2 separate regions of the Mus musculus genome follow, and region 2 is linked to region 1. Evidence: chromatin contacts called from public Hi-C data. All regions are on one chromosome and are shown on one strand. The core of a region is the stretch at or near the end of the contact, and the rest is flanking DNA. Distances in the headings are between cores, read along the strand shown. Region 1 overlaps Gm29571 (predicted gene 29571). Region 2 overlaps Samd3 (sterile alpha motif domain containing 3).

The links. Hi-C and Micro-C count contacts between places; a contact is called where the count stands out from the background.
Region 2: a contact with region 1 is called in a Hi-C map of cortical neurons, with 2.1 times the contacts expected there. The contact joins two enhancer-like sites. A contact is called at or near these places in 1 of 484 Hi-C or Micro-C datasets (cortical neurons) and 1 of 115 datasets of contacts at active chromatin or transcription factors (embryonic stem cells).

What each region holds. Positions count from the first base shown.
Region 1 is chr10:25,639,380-25,646,027 of GRCm38.p6, forward strand. All of the region lies in intron 3 of Gm29571 (predicted gene 29571), which reads left to right. Among named protein-coding and RNA genes, the nearest start is that of Gm36908, 21 kb to the left of the region's middle. Within about 2 kb of position 4,417, at least 23 of the 459 cell types and tissues checked have an H3K27ac peak or open chromatin away from gene starts, as enhancers often do. A contact at or near this core is called in cortical neurons, where this site is marked.
Region 2 is chr10:26,248,130-26,254,413 of GRCm38.p6, forward strand. It overlaps Samd3 (sterile alpha motif domain containing 3), which reads left to right. Exons shown (of 11, transcript NM_001115154.1): 7 at 3,620-3,787. Among named protein-coding and RNA genes, the nearest start is that of Samd3, 22 kb to the left of the region's middle. Within about 2 kb of position 1,797, at least 23 of the 459 cell types and tissues checked have an H3K27ac peak or open chromatin away from gene starts, as enhancers often do. A contact at or near this core is called in cortical neurons, where this site is marked.

The DNA of each region.
Region 1 (6,648 bases), core at 3,167-5,666:
TCCCTTCTGCATACATGTGTGTGTGTGCGTGCATGCATGCATGCATATATGTGTGTTCATTTGAGAGAGTTTTCTCTTTAAAATAAAATAAAGCAATAATGACAGCTCCAAGCAAAGTTGGATTGAGGTTAATTGCTGTTTTACTGAAATGTGTAATATGTTGATATAATAAAAATCATTTTGTAAAACATTTATTAGGCAGATCTCTTACTCTATCACATCTCCATTCTCTCTCTCCCTGATCTCTTTTATTGTACATAAAGGTCCAATTTACATGCTAGATGAAGAGAATATGTTGTAATGAATCAATATCAGAGTTCAAGAAGACAATTTCTAGTTCACAAAATTCTACTGAACAATAGATTTTATTGTTTATATTCATGTCAACCATCAACCTCTCAGATTGAAACTTTGTGCATACGTACTTAGTACTCTGTTGACTCTCTGTAAGAGCCTGTGTGATGGTTAACTACACTTCCCAACTTAACGTGACCTAGAATCACCTGAGAAGAGAGCCTAAATGAGGGATTGCCTACATCAGGTCGGCCTGTTGGGCAAGTCTGTAAAAGATTGCCCTGATTGTTAATTAACACAGTCCATTGTGGGAAGCACCATTCCCTAGGCTGGGCACTGGACTGCATTGGTGTAAAAAGATCTAGATGAGCAGAAGCAGACAGGCAGCATGTGTGCATTTGTGGGTTTCTGTCTGCTCTGTCCCATGACTCAGATGTGACCGGCTCCTTGAGCTCCTTCCTGCCTTGAGCTCCCTGGTATGATGGGCTGTGACATGCAATTATACACCAAATACCCACACCCCCAGGTTGATTTTTGGCTAGAGTGTTTGTCACAGCCTCAGAAATGAAACTTGGGAAGTCCGTTTAGACACTACAGGAATTATAAAGTGATAAAGCTGAAAATTAAAGCAACAAATCTGTACTGAGTACCCAATGCCAGTCGTGCTAGGCGTTGGGAGGAAAGAGCTAAGTATTCCAATTTCTCCATATAAGGAGCTTCAGAGCAGACGTAGAAATAGTAAATGTTCCAAGTGCTATGACTGGCATTACATTCAGACTCCACACTGACACAAAGTTGCACTGTTGTGAGTGACATTGCTGTTGGTCTCCAGATGTTCTCATGAGCATTAACTTGGCTATTGCATTCTCTCTGCTTCTGTGTAAAGGTCCAGTTGTTTCAGTCTTGGTCAGGCTTGACTTCTGATCCCACATCTCACTGGTGTCTGTGAGTGGCTGATTTGTAGAAAATGGTTTGGTTGACTGTTTTCTCTATCAGCAGTTGTGGTAGGTCAGCTGTCAGGTGACATACCTGGCCCCAGACAAGACCAAGGCTCAGAACAAGAATGCAAGTTTTAGGAATCAGTTGCAACACAAGAGTGAAGGAAATTCCAGTTTTATATCTATATTCTTGTGCAACTTCTATTTCTGGGCCTCTATTTCACAGTGCCTGTGCCCAGGTTGTAGTAACAGTTCTACACAGGATTAAGGGGACCACGGTGTTGAGATAAAGCTCATCCACAATCATTCAAGGCTGACGTTCTCTGGTCTTCTTGTCCCTCTCACGGCTGAAGCTTTTCTTGGCTTCCTCCTCTACCTCCAAGGCAGTGATGCTCATTGTTAAGGCAGACAATGCCCTGCCTTGTCATTAAGGCACATAACCACTTTTTGGCATCTCATGATCTGTGAAGTAGATAGCAAACTTGGACTGGCCTCATGTCTAGCACACTTTCTTTGCCCATCTCCTCCCCATCCCCTTGTTTTTTGTTTTTTCCTGGTAAACATATCATTTTTACTTAAAAGTAATTTTCTTCTCTTTAGTGTCTGTGGAGGCAGTGTTTCCTCAGATTAAGGTTTTACAAAGCCAGAACTGGGAAGACATACATCATGTTTCCCCTCAGCAACACAATACAGATAGGATTGTATATAGAGAGTATACAGGTAGGAAACCATGGGGGTGAGAAGCTGCTCATCGAAAGAGAAAAGGGGAGGCACAAAACATAATGAAAACCGTATGAATGTCTTAAGGATCTACTTAGCTACAGACAATTCTCTAAAAAAAATATATCAGGAGAAAAGCAATAGATGATATTTACATAGTATGGTGGATTGGCTAAAAAATCGTCTAGTATTCTTTCATATGCTTATTTTCCAGGAGAGGAACTCTGTCTCCTCCTGCACACTGAGTATGGCCTAGTCATAATGACTGGCATTGATAGCAAGATATGGTGGAAGTGGCTGACTGCAGTTATGACAAGAGGCTTCTGCCTTGAGCATGCTTTGCCTGAGAGAGAGAGCTAGCTACCATGTTGTGAACTTCCTATGGAAGAGGGAACTGGGCAGGAGGGAAGAAGGACTGCTCAGCTTTTCACCATGAGCTGAGTTGGATTGGCCACTGTGTTGTTGTAAATGTCACTTTTATTTCCTCGGATGATGGGCTGAGCTGAGAGCCACACCCAAGTTATGTGAGTACACCAATACCTCCAAAGATGAACTCTTGCTAGAGCAGCCCTGGGGCTGGGTTACAATGTATTTCTCCACACTATGTATCTTCACATAGTTGCTTTCAGTTCCATTTGGACCTGAGCATATCACCGGCCATCCATCTGAATGCTTCTCACATGGTTACAACCATTTATAAAGCACATTGTAACCAAATATAGCAAGCTAAATACTTCCACGTTTTAATTGGGTCAAAGTAACTTAGTACAGTATTTCCATGGCAGTTGTACAGAAGAGGTGATTTTCATGGTATCGTATGCTGAAATAGTATAGTATACAATGCTTTAATAAAAGGCAAGAACGGTGTGCATAGTTTGCTATCTAGAAACCTCGAATAAAGGAGATGCCTGCGTTTTCCCAGTCTAGGGCCAGTAGCACTGTGTGTGCAGTACACAGGGTGGTCACGTCTGCTCTCAGCATCTCCAGCCTCTGCTGGAGTTTTGAAGTGGGCTGTTCCTCTCTACACTGATGTTTATCATTGAAAGCATAATTGCTATAACTCTGAAGCAATTTAAACAATGCTTTGTTAAGAAAAATCATCCCTAAAAATGTGATTTACAGGGAACACACTGGGATAAGCAGCTACAATGGTCTCCGTTGCCATAGAAACGTGCAGTTCCCATTTAACTTGGGGGTATTAAAATAGCCCAAGAAAAGCTAGTGGTACCAGAATATGGAAAGACACATACGCTGACATCAGCTTGCCATAACCTTGGGATGAAAATCATAATAAGCATTTTTTTAAACAAAAGATATATTGCTTTGTTTTGAAAATGTAACGTTGAACTCAGACCAGAAATTACTGAGGATTTATAAGTGGCCCTGTTGTGAGTAACTATTCTCTGAGCCAAGCTAACCCCATCTTGGGGAGTTTAGTTGTTCACGCTTGCAAAAGGATCTTTTCAGCTTGTTGACTATTTATACTACGTCATGGATGAATAAGTAGAGAGGATCCCAGGGCCTGGGTATCCAGCATCCCTATCACCTGTTAGGAGAAGGGGACTCCCTCTGTGCTGCCACAGTGAGAGACTTGTTGCTGCTGGGTGAAGCTGTCCAAATACACGCAGCCTGTTGGATGAAGGAACATCTTCAGTCCTCTAACCAGTTCCTTCCCAGGGCTCTGTAAGGAGGCCAAATCAGTTCATTGGTTCCTGCAGATGCAATCATGCCTCTGTTTGTCTTTGAGATTTAGGAAGAAGGTAGATATTGGTTCTTCCAAGGGATTTTAGTAACAGGCCCTTTGTATTAAAAGACGAAGACAAGGTTGGTCTAGGAGAACTAAGGCATGGATGATCATTTCCAAAGCTTATTTATGATATCTACAGTGATTTTTATTTCTGTACCAGAAATACCCTAAAATATTTAGAATTATAGTTTCATTAAGGATCATGAGAGGAAGAAAAGTGATACTAATATGGTAAAGAAAATCAATGAGCATCCCATACTTCAGCAGAAAGACTTATATACCATAAGCCTGTGGCCATGTAAGCCAGACTCAGACCCTTACAAAGTTAGGCCAAGGACTGTTTGCCTATTCTCTGGTTTATATTTTATTAGTAAAGGTGACATTTCAAAGCTGCCTCTGCAGTCATCTCCCCAGAGACCTTAAAATAACAAAAGCAAAAATATTATCTTTGCAAGAATACTCTTTGAAGGGGATCTGGGATATGACAGTGAGCCTGGGCCAGGCACTTAAATCGGAAAGGTTTTAATGCTCTGTCTTGTTTACATGTCATTGTAATGGAAGTGAGTCAGGATCTGCTGCTCCAAAGTATGCCACTTTGGCATAAGAATTATTTTGAGCAGAAAAAAAAATTGAGATTCAACAGATGTAGAAAAGCCATTCATATCTGACTAAAAGCAGAAACTCTGAGTAATAAGGTTCATTTTAAATCCCTTCCCCAGGGGAAAGTTACACAGCATGAAGATGACAGAAAATTGGCACCAAGACAACCTGGCACAAACGAACTTTGCTAAGTTAGCCTTGCTCAGTTGTGAGTTTTCTCATGTATTTACCTTCCCACAGGTCTCAGTCCTTGCAAATCTCAAGAGTCTTGCCCTTTCCTTCGGCCTCTGTAATTTATCACTCTCAGTCAGAAGCATATACAAGCTCTTGGGCCTATCTGTTCTATTTCTTTTCTAGGGAGGCCTCTGTATCACATAAAAATGTCAAATAAAATGTATACACTTTTCTCTTATTAACTTTTCTTAGCCCAGTTTGCGTGACCCCAGATGCAAACCCAAGTGGGAGAGACATTGTGTGTCTTCTATGGAATTGAAATACCACATCATGGAGGAGTAGAGAAGACTTCAAGACCCTCATCTGGTTATCCCTACCACAGCAAAATGTTCAAGTTTGAGGTTATATGATAGAAAGCCAGGATAAACATGAGTAGGCTTTTAGTTTAAAATTAGAATTTCAATATGGAAGAGAAAATTTGTAAGTAAAACAGGGATGTAGAAAACAGGAGAGAAACATTGGTAGACATGGGCTCTGTGTGTTTCCTTCCCCTACTGAGTCCTACAAGCTTAATTTTAGGAATGTGGGAGTCAGGTTCTTAGGGACTTAGAAAAGATCTGTCTTCTTAATGTTACTGTTACTATTACTATTATTTGAAGCAGCTTGATTCCTGAAATAACAAGAAGCAATATGCAGTTGTGAAGAGAGTCAGTAGGCAGCTTTGTCTTGATCCTGGGTCCCTGGCTCAACTCTCTCCTGACGCTGGAGCTCCAACATGGGGACACTCTCCTACTCAGGACAAACTTGACAGCAGGCTCAGTGACAGACACTTCCTGCGTTTCTCTTTTCTCTTTTCTTTTCTTTTCTTTTCTTTTCTTTTCTTTTCTTTTCTTTTCTTTTCCCTCCCCTCCCCTCCCTACCCCTCCCCTCCCCTCACCTCCCTTTCTTGGTTTCCCCTCTGAAAATAACTTATCCCATCTCCCCTCCCCCTGCTCACCAACCCACCCACTCCTGCTTCCTGGCCCTTGCATTCACCTACACTGGGGCACTGAGCCTTCACAGGACCTCTCCTCCCATTGATATCTGGCAAGGCCATCCTCTGCTACATACTCAGATGGAACTATGGGTTCTCCATGTGTACTCTTTGTTGGTGGTTTAGTCCGTGGGAGCTCTGGGAGTACTGCTTGGTTTATATTGTTGTTCCTCCTATGGGGCTTCAAACCCCTTCAGCACCTTGGGTTCTTTCTCTAGTTCCTCCATTGGGGACTCTGTGCTCAGTCCAGTGGTTGGCTTTGAGCATCCACCTCTGTATTTGTCAGGCACTGGCAGAGCCTCTCAGGAGACAGCTATATCCGGCTCCTGTCAGCAAGGACTTGTTGGCATCCACAATAGTGTCTGGGTTTGGTGATTGTATACGGGATGAATCCCCAGGTGGGGCAGTCTCTGGATAGCCTTCCTTTCTTTTCAAGAAGAATGTTGGATGGTGATTCCCCCCACCCCCACTTATTTAGAATTAGATTATCATCTATCCTTCAAGTTTGCTCATATGTAAATCAGACTTCCTGGTTGCTCTCTTAAGTGTGGTCTGCATGCTACATAAAATCCAGCCAGCATCTAGATACATGAATTTGGTACATTTCTCCCATGACCCTATTCTATAGTTATCACTTTTCTTGTTTGACAGGTAAGAAATCCAAACCGAAGAAACGAAGGAGTGGTAACCCAGAGTTTGTTTCCTGAATTTATCTTGCAAAATGGTCCTTTCATCATCCATATGGAATTAACATTTCTTATTCATATTCTGTTTTAGGTTGTTTTGTAGTGTCCATCATGATGGCTTAAAATATTTTTTTTAATAATTGGCAAGTAAAATTACATATTTATTAGCATAGAGTTTGGGTGCATTTGTGTGTTATGGAATGGCTAATGAAAATTTGGTTTCCTTGCAGGGGTTGTGATAAACACAGGGAGGAAGTGTAAAATGAATAATAAGTGTAATAATAAGTGTAATATAAGTGTAATATAAGGGTATGTAATAAATTAATCTGGCTGCTCTACTTCTTTACCGTAGTCTCAGCAACCACCCAGAGAAACCAAGATTTATCTCAAGCTGCACCTCAATACCTGGGCAGTTAAATGTATTAATCCTCTATGCTAGTGTGCCAACCTCCAGCC
Region 2 (6,284 bases), core at 547-3,046, 610 kb after region 1:
ATGCTAATTCCATGATGTAGAAAATGCCCAAGGGGGCTGGAGAGATAGCTCAGAGATTAAGAGCACTGACTGCTATTCCAGAGGTCCTGAGTTCAATTCCCAGCAACCACATGGTGGCTCACAACTATCTGTAATGGGATCCAATGCCCTCTTCTGGTGTGTCTGAAGACAGCAACAGTGTACTCATATAGATAAATTTAATTAAAAATTAAAAAAGAAAAAGAAAAAAAGAAAATGCCCAGAAACACTGAGAGAGCTGCCATTGGTGTGTGTGTGTGTGTGTGTGTGTGTGTGTGTGTGTGTGTGCGCGCGTTATGATTCTATGTGTGCATTTATGTGCAATGCATGTGTGTATGGTGTGTGTGTGTTATGGGTGTACATGTTCATGTATGTGCACATGCATTTGTGCGTGGTGTGTATGGGTGTGTATGTAAAAGGGAATGAAGATGAAAAAGTAGAAGAGAGCAAGTACTTGGTTACTTTTAGGGCTGATTTTTATTTTAAACTGTCGAGATTTTTCAGATTTATACAGTGATTTCTGGTAGGTATTCAAGACCAAGATTTCTCTTCCCGAGGTTACATTTGGTGCTAGATAATTCCTAGTTCTCTGTGGTGTGGATCCTCATGAGCACCATGGGACCGTGAGTGGGACCCTTGGCGCCCACTGGGTGAGTGTAACTCCTGTCCACTCTAGTTATATCACGTGTCTTCAAATATCATGAGATTCAGGGAGGAGAAGGGAGGAGCACTCTCAGGCTGCCATTCCAGGTCCATTAGCTTATAAGATTTTGTGGTATTTATCTTCTTCCTGCATGTTGTTTGTGGTACATGACTGTTTAGAAACAAGTTACCCTAAACATCTTTTTGCTGTTATTGTTGCTTTGGGGGTTAATTTCACCATACTGAGAACTGAACGCAGAGCCTCATACATTGTAAGCAAGCTCACTACCACAGAGCCATACCTCCCAGTCTTTAGCAAAGGCCTTTACATGGCAGTTTCCTGTATAGCAAAAATATTATTATTTTTATGCCCATGAAAATTAATAATAGTTGCATAGTGTCCCATACAATCGGTATTTTGCATTGCATTTGGTTCTTCTGTTTCTGGATCTTTCTCTCTTCCTTCCTTCCCTTTCTCTCTTTCTTTCTTTCTTTCTTTCTAACTTAATCTCTTTGTCATTTTCTGTTTTCTCTGGAGGCGAAAAGGTTTTTACTTTTTGGTCAAGTTGTTGTTTTTGGTTTTTTTCCCCCTGCATCATGTAAAGTGATGTGCACACTTCACTTATCTGATGTTTCTCAATGATTATATTTGGGTTTGCAACACAAAGTATGTACCTGCCAGACGCTGCAAATTATGTCACGTCATAAAGAGCGGGTGATTTCAGACTGATTAAGAAAGCCGAGTCTGTGTAGGACTTCTCCCATCCTTAGCTGGTGACTATGGGAATGGGGGATGGCTGTGCTCCAGCACAATTGTTTTCTACTGAATCCACCTACTCATACTGTTATGTGATAGCTCACAGGGCAGGGCACAGAGCAGGTACTCTATTCACTCCCATGGATGAGCATGCAGAATTGGTTCACTTGTGTGTTCCGTTTCATGACATCCTAGCAGGTGATGGCTATGTGTGCAGCAGAGCTCCTGTCCCTTCTGAATTATAGGAAACACAAACAAATCGATCTGAACTGGTTCATGTCAGGACTGGGAAAAACCACAAACCATCTACTGGTTTTATGCTGTTATAAGACAGCAATAGCAGAACATCCCAGCCTGGGGGAGATGACAGAGCATCTCTGAGTCATACCATGCCCAGGAGCTTAATCTAGGCACAAAGCAGCTCCAGACTGGGCCTGTGGACCGCCTCCATAGGACTGGACAGATGCCAGGATGATTTAGGAATAACACTTTGTAAGCATCTTTCACAAGTAGCTAGTCCCAAGATTCATGCTCTCTCTTTCCCCTCCCCACCTTCTCTGGTTTTCCAAGACAGGGTTTCTCTGTGTAGCACTGGCTGTCCTGGAACTGGCTCTGTAGACCAGGCTGGCCTACAACTCAGAGATCTGCCTGCCTCTGCCTCTCAAGGGCTGGGATTATAGGTATGATCTGCTACCGCCACCCAACATCATAAAAAACACAGTTTAGGAGTGGTGTGTGTGTGTGCGTGCGTGCGTGTGTGTGTGTGTGTGTGTGTGTGTGTGAACTCAGTAAAATGCTTGCCACGTAAGCCTGAGCACTCCAGTCTGATAGTCATCACCCACATAAATAGCATGATGATGCATGCATGCTTACGATCCTAGTGCTGAGAAAGCAGGGACAAACAGATCCCTGAAGCAGCCCAGCCTAGTCATTAAGCCCCAGGCCAGTGAGAGATCAACATAGGTGGTTCCATAAAAAACGAAATCCATAGTTGACCTCTGGCTTTTATATACACATACACACATATGATGCACCTACACACACACACACACACACACACACTCAGACACACACAAACATGCATAAACACACATACACACATGCATGCACACACAGGCATGCACACACATTTGTCAGGAAAGATCATGCTGCTCCATTTGGTAGCTGAAGAACCTAGGCCGAAGAGGCTACTTATTACAAAGTATTTCGTTAGTGCACAGTAGCTTCAGTGCTGGGATCCGAATCTTCCTGACCTAGGCTACAGGGGTTTCTTTTTTTTTTTTTTTCCATTTTTTATTAGGTATTTAGCTCATTTACATTTCCAATGCTATCCCAAAAGTCTCCCATACCCACCCACCCCCCCTACCCTACCCACCCACTCCCCCTTTTTGGCCCTGGTGTTCCCCTGTACTGGGGCATATAAAGTTTGCAAGTCCAATGGGCCTCTCTTTCCAGTGATGGCCGACTAGGCCATCTTTTGATACATATGCAGCTAGAGACAAGAGCTCCGGGGTACTGGTTAGTTCATAATGTTGATCCACCTATAGGGTTGCAGATCCCTTTAGCTCCTTGGATACTTTCTCTAGCTCCTCCATTGGGGGCCCTGTGATCCATCCATTAGCTGATTGTGAGCATCCACTTCTGTGTTTGCTAGGCCCCGGCATAGTCTCACAAGAGACAGCTACATCTGGGTCCTTTCGATAAAATCTTGCTAGTGTATGCAATGGTGTCAGCGTTTGGATGCTGATTATGGGATGGATCCCTGGATATGGCAGTCTCTAGATGGTCCATCCTTTCATCTCAGCTCCAAACTTTGTCTTGCTACAGGGGTTTCTAAAGATCAAGGACTGTGAGACTTGAGCCATGAAACCAGCAATGGCAGCAAGTAAATGCCACACCTTTTCTAATGTTTTCTAGAAGGTTCCGTATGCTCACAAGAAGATAACGGACACTTGTTGGCTTGGGTTTTGTTTGTTGTTTGTTGTTTGTTTTTGTGGTGTTCAGTTTCGTGACTCTAATTGAGGGACTTTAATTTGAACACAAACTTGTTATCAGGATAAGTCTAAGGATTGATTCATTGCTTCTATTATAATATGATGAGAGTAATTTCAACCCTAAGGGTCTCATACAAAAATCATATTGTTCTACAGGACTATGCAAAGCTCTATAAGACTGACTGGCCTGCTTTATTATTTTATACAGTTTTTATGGAAACGAGCCCTCAAAGATCGCTTTAAATATATTCGAAGACCCATAGAAGATGATGAACAAGTAATGAGGAATAAGTGTAAATTTGGACACCGAAGAGGCCAGACAAGGAAGTCTCTTGCTGACATACAATCGAATGAAATTAAAATTGTGCAGATCAAAGTAAGCCTGAATTTTAAACACTCTGACAACTTTGGCTGATTAATGGCATGACAATAAATTGTAGCATGATAGCAAAGCAAGATACCCTTTTAAAGTTATTAATAAAATCAATGATTTGCATGGCTGACATAATGTTTCTTAAAGGGTGCCAGTAATCATTTGGATACCAGGATGTTAGTATACATTTCATGACTATGCTCTTCACAGCCTTCAAAGAAACTGGAAAAACCTCTTACAACTCTGGTTTCTTGAAATGTCTCTCTTCTTCTCATTCTACACTGCACTTACAATTCTCTTTTCCTCTTAGTTTTTGGAATGTCTCAGGAGATCAAACCTACTTCAAATCCTTATCTAGCTAAAGATGACCTTGAACTCCTGATCCTCCTGTGTTTGCTTCCAAAGTATTGGGATTACAGACCTGCACCATCACAGCCTCTTACACCTCGTCTTGTGATGTTCACATCACTACGGAAAGTTATAATCTTAATATTAAATTAGTCTCTGATATTCAGTCCCAGAGATTGAACCCAGAGTCTTGTGCGTGCTAGGCAAACGTTCTTCTACTGAACTGTGCTCCTACACCTAGAACCAGTTTAATGCTCCCGTTAGGTAGTCTTCTATCCTAAGTTTCTGGAGAGGCAGTTATCCATAAGCTTGGGTACAGAGCTCTACATTAGCTTCCTTCACCTGCTGGTTCAGAAGGCTTCCAACCCCATGCTGTGAGTAGCTTTAAGCTGAGGACCAGGCAAAGCCTAAAACTCCTTCTCCACCAAGGAGAGGCCATGTGAGTCTTAACAAGTGTTCTTTAACTACTCAGAGCCCCAGATGGCCTCAGAAAAACATTTTCTGTTTAAATTGCTAATTGCTAAATGTAATAGACTGAACTCTTAAGAACACTGTACAGATTATTAAATGTCGAAGATGAATCTTTTGCCCTCCCAATTACATTTTCACTTTAATCTACAGGAATATTATAAATCCTAATTTTTCACACATTAATATTTAGAATGTACGTGATGTAAACACTCTATTTTCATCTGGTATGTTTGTCTATTATCAATAGAGAAAACTATTTGATCAGATCAGCTTTAATAGTATTTTTCTGGGAGCTCCAGCTCAAGGACATATGCTCAACATGTTTTGTAAACCATTCATTGCAGTGTCGTGCAACATGTAAAGTTCCAGACGGTTATTGGTTAAATATTTTATTAAAACTGTAAATGAGACTTTTGTGTGCTAAGTCAGTTAAGATACTATTAATTATACATCTTCTTTGACAACATGACAAGAAGGGTACCCTAAATTCAGGTAGGAAGATTTTTTTTTTGAAATTTTCCTTGTACAATTACAGATATACACTAAAAACATAGTAGCTATAGAAGCACACCCCTGTAAGCACACACTTAGGAGGCTCAAGCAGGAGGACAGAGTGTTCAAGCTTAGCCTAAGCTGTAGAATGAGACATTGACCTTTGAAAAAGGATAGAAAATGAATTAAAATTATGATAAGATAGTTATATGCTTTTAAGAAATTGTGCACATAGTCTTAAAATGTCTCTAGAAAAGAACAATATTGCATTATTGCTGTGTGACACTATTCCTGGGGAGATTTCACCCCTGACAAGACACTGGTGACAGACTATCAGCGTCTAACTTGGAAAGCCAGTGAGTGTTACTGGACTTATTTACAGGAATATGGTTGAGGGTCACTTACAAGAACAGAAATGACTCAAAGACAGCTGCATTACCAAAGCCCACCACCTCAGCATGGGTGACAATTCACCAAAGCTGGGAGTCTAGAGCTTATTGCACAACTTGTGGGCTCCTCTTTGAGGTTGGATGGTATTCTTTTCAGGTGAGTTGGATAGTCTGAGCCTCCTCTTTGCAGCTCAGCTCGACTGAGAGCTTTCTTAGCATGTCAACTGATCTCTGCTTCTCCCAGATAGGTAGGCATATCTGAGTATTTCTCTGGGTCATCTTTACCCTTGAGGAGGGAGGGGCCTAGTGAATCTTACCAGTTTCAGGGACTTCCTGAACTATTATGAATTGCTTATTTTCTATCTTAAAGAACTTCCCTGCAATATAAGATGTTTCACTTCTCATTATGACATCCTGTTGTTTCCCTTCCCTGTAAACATTCTGTTTCAAGCATTTCACCTCCACTTTAACATCATATATACTAAAATTTTCCCCCAAGATGAAAGGTTTTAATCTCACAGGCACTGCTGGATAAGAATTGTGCATACATTTATTTCCTCCCTCAAAATACAGATTTTTGCAACACTGAAAGTTAAGTTCTTTCCTAAGTTAATTAAAAATAAATAAATTCAGTTCCATTCCATGTTTCCTGTGGTTCATATCACACAGAAACACTTTGGAACTAATAACTGATAAAGTTGAATAAATAGCAATTGTCCCCTGAGTTGAAATTCATGTCTCCTGCAGTCCAAGGTCACGCTGAGAGGCACAACTCTCTGTTGATGTCTTCCTTCAGTTCA